Linked DNA regions of Pan troglodytes: regions 1 and 2 are each linked to region 3. A link is a contact called in public Hi-C and HiChIP or PLAC-seq data. All regions are on one chromosome and are shown on one strand. The core of a region is the stretch at or near the end of the contact, and the rest is flanking DNA. Distances in the headings are between cores, read along the strand shown. Region 1 holds the start of GAL (galanin and GMAP prepropeptide). Region 2 holds the start of TPCN2 (two pore segment channel 2). Region 3 holds the start of IGHMBP2 (immunoglobulin mu DNA binding protein 2).

Region 1 (2,818 bases), core at 92-2,591, 220 kb before region 3:
CAAAGGTTCCCAAGACTAAAGTGTAGAGGACAGGTAAGATGACACTGTCATGATCATCATTCGTCCTGTGCCCTGTGGACATCAACCCACAGATGTGACATCAACCCATCTGATATTGAGCCCAGTGGGTGGGGAGATCCTAACCCAGCTGCTGCTGTTGAGGACTTGGGTGGTGTCTGGCCAGTGGGAGGGGAGGTCAGGCGAGTTTTCAGCAGATGACCCCGTGCTCTTCGGAAGCCCGGAGGTGCCACATTGTACAAGTGTGATGCCTGGGATCCTGTGCTCCCCTGATGCCTGGGAACGGGGTGAAGGAACAGCCTAGGCTTGGGTTCTCTCCTGGGTTGTTTCGGGACTTGGCCCCAGCTCAGGAAGGGTTCGTGGAGGAGCCAAGGAGGGCCTTGTTCCTGTGGGATGTCTTTGCCTTGGGCACAAGGACAGCCTCTTGCTGCTGCTCTGCCCACCGCCCACCCCTTGGCGGCCTCTGGGAGTCTGGGCTGCTCTCCCTCTGGACCTAACCAGTTGCCCAATGGCTGGACCTGCTTAAAGCTCCCTCTTAACAACTGGACCAGGCAGCCAGGGGAGGCACTGAGAGGCCGAGCTTCTGAGCTGGTGCCTGTGGATGCTCGACGGTCCCGCAGCTCCCACAATGGGATGGCCAAGCAGACCCTGAGATCCACAGCCCCCCTTTAGTGAAACAGGAGGGAGGTCGCTGGGCACAGGGAGCCGGGAACGCCTGCCCTCCCCGCCATCGACGGCTCCCGAGGCCTGAACCTTCGCTCCAGCCCCAGCACAAGCCGGCCAGGGCGCAGGGCCAAGTGTTGCCCGCCATTCCCCGGGTACCCCATGACCTCCCAGCTGGGACTGGCTCGGACTGAGGAGTCGTCCCTGCCCGTCACCCTCTGGGGTCTCCAGTGCCGCGGAGCTCAGCTGGCTCTTGCAGCGGTAGGGGCTGGGAGGAGAAGCTGCAGGGAGACCGCAGGCGCGGGACGTTGTGGGGGGTCAGGGTTGCTCTGGGGCTGGGACCCCGGGGGGAGCAGTGGGGTTGACGCCACAACGATGACTTGGGCCGCGGGTCTGGGGGCTCTCCCGCGGGGCGATGGGGCTCTGTCTTTCGGGATTAGGGTCTCTCCCACCGGGTTTGGGGTTCTCTCTGCGGATTTGCGGGAGTCTCTCCCGCGGGATGAGGGGGGGCTCTCCGCCGCACCCGCCTATGATGGCCCAGAGGACCCGAGCTCGGGTCACTCCCGTCGCCCTCGGGGCTCGGCGAGGGTGCAGGAGGCGGGCGCTGAGCCGGTGACGCGACTCAGGGCGGCTCCCGGGCGCGCCGCATATATAGCAGCGGCGGCGGTGGCGGCGGCCACACCGGGCGGCGGACACGTGGAGGGACCCGGCCCGCGCCTTCTGCCCCTGCTGCCGGCCGCGCCATGCGGTGAGCGCCCCAGGCCGCCAGAGCCCACCCGACCCGGCCCGACGCCCGGACCTGCCGCCCAGACCCGCCACCGCACCCGGACCCCGACGCTCCGAATCCGGGCGCAGCCGCAGCTCAAGGTACTACTGGCGCCGGGCCGACCCTGCGCCCCCGGGAGGCTTCCCCTTCGGCTTTCCTCTGCCCAGGGACGGTTCTGCCAGGGCCCTGGCCCGGCCGCCGCCTCTGCTCCTCCCCGCAGCCCCGGCACTCCTTGCCTCGGGGCGCAGCCCACTCCGGGTTCCGACCCGCCCGCCCTGTCCTTCCCTTCCAGATGGCCCGAGGCAGCGCCCTCCTGCTCGCCTCCCTCCTTCTCGCCGCGGCCCTTTCTGCCTCTGCGGGGCTCTGGTCGCCGGTAAGTGCGGGGCGCGTCTCCTCCGAGTGAAGGGGACATCAGAGCCGGCCGGGCGTGGAGGGCTTCCTGGAGGAGGCAGCCTCCGCCCTGCCCGCGGGGATGGGGGTGGAAAGTGGAAAGGCTCGTGCGGGCGCTGTCCTGGCCGCGGGCGTCGCGGGAAGGGTCCGGGGCTCCCTGGGATTCCCCCCGCGCGCTTCTCCGAGTGTATCAACAGCCCCGGGCTATAACCAGGCCGCCGGGAGAGCTCTGCGCTTCGGGTCAGCGCCTCGGGAAAGCGAGAAGCTCGCCCGTTCCGCAGGGCTTAGTTAGAATGGAGGGCGAGGAGCCACTGGCGTGGCCTCAGTGTCACTAAAGCAGGTGCAGTGCGCTGAGAGTGCGCGGGCTCAGGCCCTCAAGTGAAGTATTTCGTAAATCAAGTGGTTCCATTTTCATGTCAAATATAGCCGACTTAGGGGTAAACCTGGAATTTCGCGAGCTATCCAAAAGCACATGCATTGTTCTAAGTCCTCTGCCATGCCGGGAAAGCCTGGGTGCACCCATTCAGCATCGGCTCCAGGCACAGCCCTGGCATCTGACCCCCTTTTCTCCCTTCAAGGCCAAGGAAAAACGAGGCTGGACCCTGAACAGCGCAGGCTACCTGCTGGGCCCACGTAAGTGACTGACAGCATGGCCTCCCCACTCCTGACCCCACCTGCCCCTCGCTTTGAACCCTGGCTCCTGCCCCTCCGCCTGCGGCTGGGCAGACCCTCTGGCCTCCCTCTTGACCTCATTGCCCGTCTCCATTGCTCTGCACACTTGATCTGTGTACGGTTCTTTCCAGAAGCTTCTCCTGCCCCGGCTCTGCCGCCCTGTCCCGGGGTGAGATTCCCACCCTGGGCTTTGCTCAAGTTCTCCTGGGCTTTCCCGCCTTGCAGTCCTTACAGGCCCTGTTCTGGGCCTCTCCCCAGGCCCCCGGGTCTCCCAAAACACTCAACTCCTCGGCTTGCAGAGCACCCTAG
Region 2 (2,700 bases), core at 104-2,603, 150 kb after region 3:
GTCCTGAGATTTATTTTCCTTTCACAGTTATGATGGTAAATTTTATATTTATTTTAAACCCTCCCCCCTCCCCAAAAGAGGGGGAAAAAGTAAAGAGATGTGGCAGAAGGGGAAGTCACAGAGATTGGAAGCGTCTTGCAGCACCTTTTTTTTTGAGATGGAGTCTCGCTCTGTTGCCAGGCTGGAGTGCAGTGGCGCAATCTCAGCTCACTGCAATTTCCGCCTCCCGGGTTCAAGCGATTCCCCTGCCTCAGCCTCCGAGTAGCTGGGACTATAGACACGTGCCACCACGTCTGGCTAACTTTTTGTATTTCAGTAGAGACGGGGCTTCACCATGTTGGCCAGGATGGTCTCGATCTCCTGACCTTGTGATCCACCTGCCTCGGTCTCCCAAAGGGCTGGGATTACAGGCGTCTTGCTGCATCTCGAAGCGTCTTCAGCGTGCTCTTGCTTGCTGGCTCTGATGATGGAGGTGTTCAAGCCATCGTGGAAGGAATGCAGTGGCCTCTAGGAGTGAGAATGACACCAGCCAACATCCAGCAAGAAGATGTGGACTTCAGTCCTAGGCCCATGGAGACAATTCTGTTAACATCCTGGATGAGCCTGGAAGTGGGCTTTCCCCAGAGTCTGCAGATAAGAGCCCACGGCAGCTGACATTTTGACTCTAGCCTCGTGAGGCCCTGAGACAGGAGGTTTCCTGCCCCGCAGGACTGAAAGATGATGAATGGGAGTTATTTTATATTTTCAGATTGTGGTAATTAGTCACTGTAGCAATAGAAAACGAATACAAGGTCTTTATGCATTAATGTTGAAAACACTTTTTATATACGTTGTAAATATTTTTTAAGTGTGTCATATTTTTTAAACTTTTCCCTTAATGATATTGAATCCTCCTAATTTCACCATCAGAGGGTAAACTCCAGTTCCATTCTGGGGGGAGTCCTTTGCAGTCACCCCGTGTACTCAATACTCACATGCATCAGAATCACCCCGAATGCTTGTTAAAACACAGATTCCTGGGTCCTCCCCGCAGAGTTGCTGATTTAGTAGGTTTAAGGGCCCAAGAATTTGCATTTCTAAAATGTTTCCAGGTGATGCTGAAGCTTCTGGCCGGAAAGACCATCCTTTGAGAACATATTTCCTCCCCAGCCCTCGGCCCTTAAGCCCCAGAACGCTGCCCCGCCCTGGGTGGAACGAAGCTGAGCTCCACCCTAGAGGGGCGGGGCCCTTTAGCTCCGCCCCACTCAGGAGAACCCCCACCCCCCCCTCCCCGTTCTCATTGGCTGGGACTGCAGGGATCCCCTGCGCCACAGTGCCGTGCGCGCCTCAGCAAGAACGCCAGGGGCGGGGTCTCCGCGCCTGCGCAGTGAAGCTGGGCGCCCTCGGGGCTTGAGCTTCTGAGGGTCGGGTCCAGCGCGCGGGCTGCTGGATGGCGGAACCCCAGGCGGAGTCGGAGCCCCTGCTGGGCGGGGCCCGCGGCGGTGGCGGCGACTGGCCGGCGGGGCTGACCACTTACCGCAGCATCCAAGTCGGCCCTGGTGAGCCGCCCGGACCTGGGGAGGGGACTGGCCCGGGAGACCAGGGTCGCGCGTGGGGGTCCCGCTGTCCCAGCACCCCGCGTTCTGCCGGGCGCGCCCCCACCAGGTTCGAGTCCGAGCGGGGCCCGGGCCGCGCCGGGTGCCAGGCGAGCCGGTGTTCTGAGGGCGAGTGGGCTGCGTCCTGCGGACCCGGACCGGGGTCAGGGCAGAGCTGGGGTCTCTTCCGTGTCGCGTCCTGATCCCGACCAGCCGGGCGAAGAGGCCCTCGCCCAGCCTTGGGCAGCCCCGAGGGAACCGGCCACCTGCGGCAGGCACCTTCCGTGTGGCCGGGCGGGCCCAGACCCCATACTTCCGGACTGTCGCCGTAATGAGGGTCGCCTAATTGACTCAGAGAAGGCAGCACTTTGATTTTTCCCGTTTCTTCTGGAAAAAGCAGAGGCTCACAGAGAGGCGTTACCCTACCCAAGGTCACACACCCAGTAAGTGGCCGAGGTGGAATTCGAACCAGTTGGGAGCTAGGAGTCCTTTCTTTGTAGGGTGCCTTTCCCCGTCCCACTTCCCGTGGGGCTGGGGCGGGCCCCCTAGACGGGGGCGGCTTCTTCTCCTTGCCCTCTGCCAGCCCAGAGTCCCCTCTGCACTCCCTCCTGCCCTTCCTGTTTTTTGTCCTGGTCTGAAGATTGCTGAATCCGCCCCCCGAGGGTGGGGTGCGTCCGCCCCTCGCTGACACCAGGGGAATGAGATTCTGGATTAAGAGGTGGAAGGACCTTAGTTTCACTTCACAGATGAGGAAACTGAGGCCCAGAGAGGCCCTGAGACCTGCCCAAGGTCACAGCCCTCTGTTCTGGTGCGGCTGCTGCTCGAACCACTCTGAGAATTCACATCTGGCTCCTTCCCTCTCTGGCCTCTCTTTCCTTCTTTCCTCCTCTGTCTGGAAGGAACTGGGTTGGAATCCTGGTGCCCACCCACTGGTCTGTGGCATGTGCCTATCCATGGAGTAATGAGGGGCCAAGGAGGGGACCCTGACGAGAGATGAAAAACCAGAGGCCAAGGTGGCCACCCTGTCTGCTCACCTCAGAAGCTGCCTCCAGGAAGTTCTTCAGGTGCTTCCTGGGACCAGTCAGGAAGGAGATCTGCAGGGAGCAGCTCTGGCAGGCCCCTTGAT
Region 3 (2,700 bases), core at 79-2,578:
ACAGTCTCCTTCCTCTCCCGCAGGATTTCCTTTAGGTAGTCCTAGAGACTGTGACTGTGTACTTCCATCACGTCTCCTTTGCTCACTCTTCAAGGCCCCAGCTGCTCACTGTTTTGGTCACCTTGTCTCTACTCGCTTCACTGTGTGTCTTTCTCTCCTAACGCGTGAGTCTGTACTTGAACATAGCATTGGAGGGGCGGTTTCATGTAGGTAGGTAGAATGGAGTAAGTAAGTCCCACTGCTTTTGTAAAAACTTTCCTGCCTACTTAAACCTAAGTTTTATTATGGAAAATGTCAAGCATACAAAAGTAAAGAGAACAGAATAGTGAACTCTCTCTCAATTATCCCTTTCCAGGTTCAACAGTTACCAACTCATGGCCAATTTTGGCATCTACATTGCCTCTGGCCCAACTCTGTGATTATTATTAATTTCTTAATAGACTTTATTTTTTAGCGCAGTTTTAGTTTCACACCAAAATTGAGTGGAAGGTACAGAGAGTTCCCATATGTCCCCTGTCCATGTGCCCACAGCTTCCTATCAACATCCCTCACCAGAGTGGTACAATCTTTACAATTGATGAACCTACATTGACACATCATTGTTATCCAAAGTCCATAGTCTACATTAGGGGTTCACCCTTGGTAGTGTACATTCTATGGATTTGGACAAACTTATAATGACATGTATCTACCATTATATCATACAGAATAGTTTCACTGCCCTAAAAATCCTCTGAGCTCCACCTATTTATCCTTTTCTCCCCCAATCCTCTTACCCCCCCATCTAACTTTTTACTGTCTCCTTAGATTTGCCTTTTCCAGAATGTCATAGTGGGAAACATACAAGATGTCCCCTTTTCAGGTTGGCTTCTTTTACTTAGTAACATGTATGTAAGTTTCCTCCATGTCTCTTCATGACTCATTTCTTTTTATTGCTGAATAATATTCTACTGTATGGATGTCCTACAGTTTATGTAACCATTCATCTCCTGAAGGACATCTGGGTTGCTTCCAAGTTTTGGGAATTATGGTACTATTCTTTTAATATCGTCCAATATAGAGTTAGATCCAGTTTTCCATTTTTGGGGGTCATGGTGAGACATGAGACCCAGGTTTAAAACATACATAAACACTCATGCACACAAATACACACTCCAACCATTTTCAGGCAGAGATTTATAGAGTTTTTAACGAACATAACCTTTTTGGAGCCTCGTATCAGCCCAGCGCCTTAAATACGGCTGTTTCTTTTGCAGAATAAGTTCAGATTAGGCGAGGATATCCATCACCATTTTTCAGACCAGCTCGCAGCCTGGGGGCAGTGGTTCAAGCACAGGCTTTGGAGCCGAAATGACTGCGCCTGAAGTACTCTTCTTCCACTTCCCCGCTGTGTGACCCTGGGCACGTTACCTAGCTCCTCTGAGCCTCACTCTTCTCCCCCATAACATAGGGCCTATACCAAAGTTCAAGGGCTATTGTCAGTATTCAGGCTACTAACTGAAGGAATCAAAATCTGAACCTGGGTTCCCCCGACTCCAAAACCCGTGCTATATTCACCACAAATGCGATCAACACACAAGGCACCAGGTCGGACCCAGGCACATACGTAGCGAGACCGCAGGGAGCAGCGCTCGCTCTGCGTCCTCCCTTCCTCCCATATCCCAGGTCTCACCAGCTCCGGGCCCCGAAGGTCTCAGGATGCTGTGGCTGCACGCGGACGCCAGCCGCCCTAAGGTGACCGTCAGGGAAGATGCTGCCATGGCCGCCGCCATCTTCCCGCAGCCTCGGCCGGAAACGGAAACGACGCGAACCGCGTACGTAACGCACGGGCCCGGCGGGGAACACCGGTCCCGCTGTAACACCGGCCCGGCGCAGAAGCGGGACGTCGGCTGTTCGCGGCCCAGGCCGGCGGCGGCGATGGCCTCGGCGATGGCCTCGGCAGCTGTGGAGAGCTTCGTGACCAAGCAACTGGACCTGCTGGAGCTCGAGAGAGACGCGGAGGTGGAGGAGCGCAGGTACGGGAGGCCGCCGGCGCCGCTCCCTCGCGGTCGGTCCCGCCGTGTCCCGGGCAGAGTCTCCGAGGGGCTCGGCCTCATAGTCTGGGGCGGGAATTTCGTCTCCGACCCTTCGAGTCAGGGGCAGGGATCGTCCGTCCCCTGCCTGGCCACCTCCCGAGTTGTCAGTCTCATCACTTCCTGGGCAGCGCGTTCCGTTTGGGGACCCTTAAGAAGCACTTTGATTTCCCGACCCGAGACCCCCGCTAAGCTTACACTCCTGGGCCCTGGCCCCGACCCCAGTTCCACCCGCAGCGAGTTAGCAGCCCTTTCCCTTATTCATTCACTAAACATGGTTTGCGCCCATTCTCAGTCAGGCCCCGGCAGCATGAGTCAGGTGCACTGGCTGCCCCCGATCCGGCCAACGGCGGGCTGGGCATGAGCAGAGAGTCCCTTCCCCTCCAGCGCGTCCAGGGCCGGCTGCGTGCGTGTCGCGGGGAAAGAGCCTGGAGGAGGAAGACCCTTCCCTGGGGAGGGTCATGGTGGCTTCAAGGAGGGAGTGGTGCCTGAAGGAAAATTGGAGTTAAGCTGGTGGGTGCGGGGTAGGGTGGGGAGCTGTCCTGAGAGGTGTGGGGAGCCATGTACATGAGAGCCGGGCTTGTTTCCGAATGGGACTATTTACTTGTCCAAAACAATCAGAGCTAAC

Evidence for each region. Hi-C and Micro-C count contacts between places; a contact is called where the count stands out from the background. HiChIP or PLAC-seq counts read pairs in DNA pulled down with a chosen protein or histone mark.
Region 1: a contact with region 3 is called in a Hi-C map of stem cell-derived neural progenitor cells, with 2.4 times the contacts expected there. The contact joins the promoter of GAL here to the promoter of IGHMBP2 in region 3. A contact is called at or near these places in 1 of 7 Hi-C or Micro-C datasets (stem cell-derived neural progenitor cells) and 1 of 1 datasets of contacts at active chromatin or transcription factors (stem cell-derived excitatory neurons).
Region 2: a contact with region 3 is called in an H3K4me3 HiChIP or PLAC-seq map of stem cell-derived excitatory neurons, with 4 times the contacts expected there. The contact joins the promoter of TPCN2 here to the promoter of IGHMBP2 in region 3. A contact is called at or near these places in 1 of 7 Hi-C or Micro-C datasets (stem cell-derived neural progenitor cells) and 1 of 1 datasets of contacts at active chromatin or transcription factors (stem cell-derived excitatory neurons).

What each region holds. Positions count from the first base shown.
Region 1 is chr9:70,729,274-70,732,091 of NHGRI_mPanTro3-v2.0_pri, forward strand. It overlaps GAL (galanin and GMAP prepropeptide), which reads left to right and starts at 1,342. Exons shown (of 6, transcript XM_001173776.7): 1 at 1,342-1,548; 2 at 1,740-1,820; 3 at 2,416-2,470. The coding sequence starts at 1,740.
Region 2 is chr9:71,098,121-71,100,820 of NHGRI_mPanTro3-v2.0_pri, forward strand. It overlaps TPCN2 (two pore segment channel 2), which reads left to right and starts at 1,354. Exons shown (of 20, transcript XM_063784233.1): 1 at 1,354-1,538. The coding sequence starts at 1,430.
Region 3 is chr9:70,949,758-70,952,457 of NHGRI_mPanTro3-v2.0_pri, forward strand. It overlaps IGHMBP2 (immunoglobulin mu DNA binding protein 2), which reads left to right and starts at 1,329. Exons shown (of 15, transcript XM_054662474.2): 1 at 1,329-2,015. The coding sequence starts at 1,699. It also overlaps MRPL21.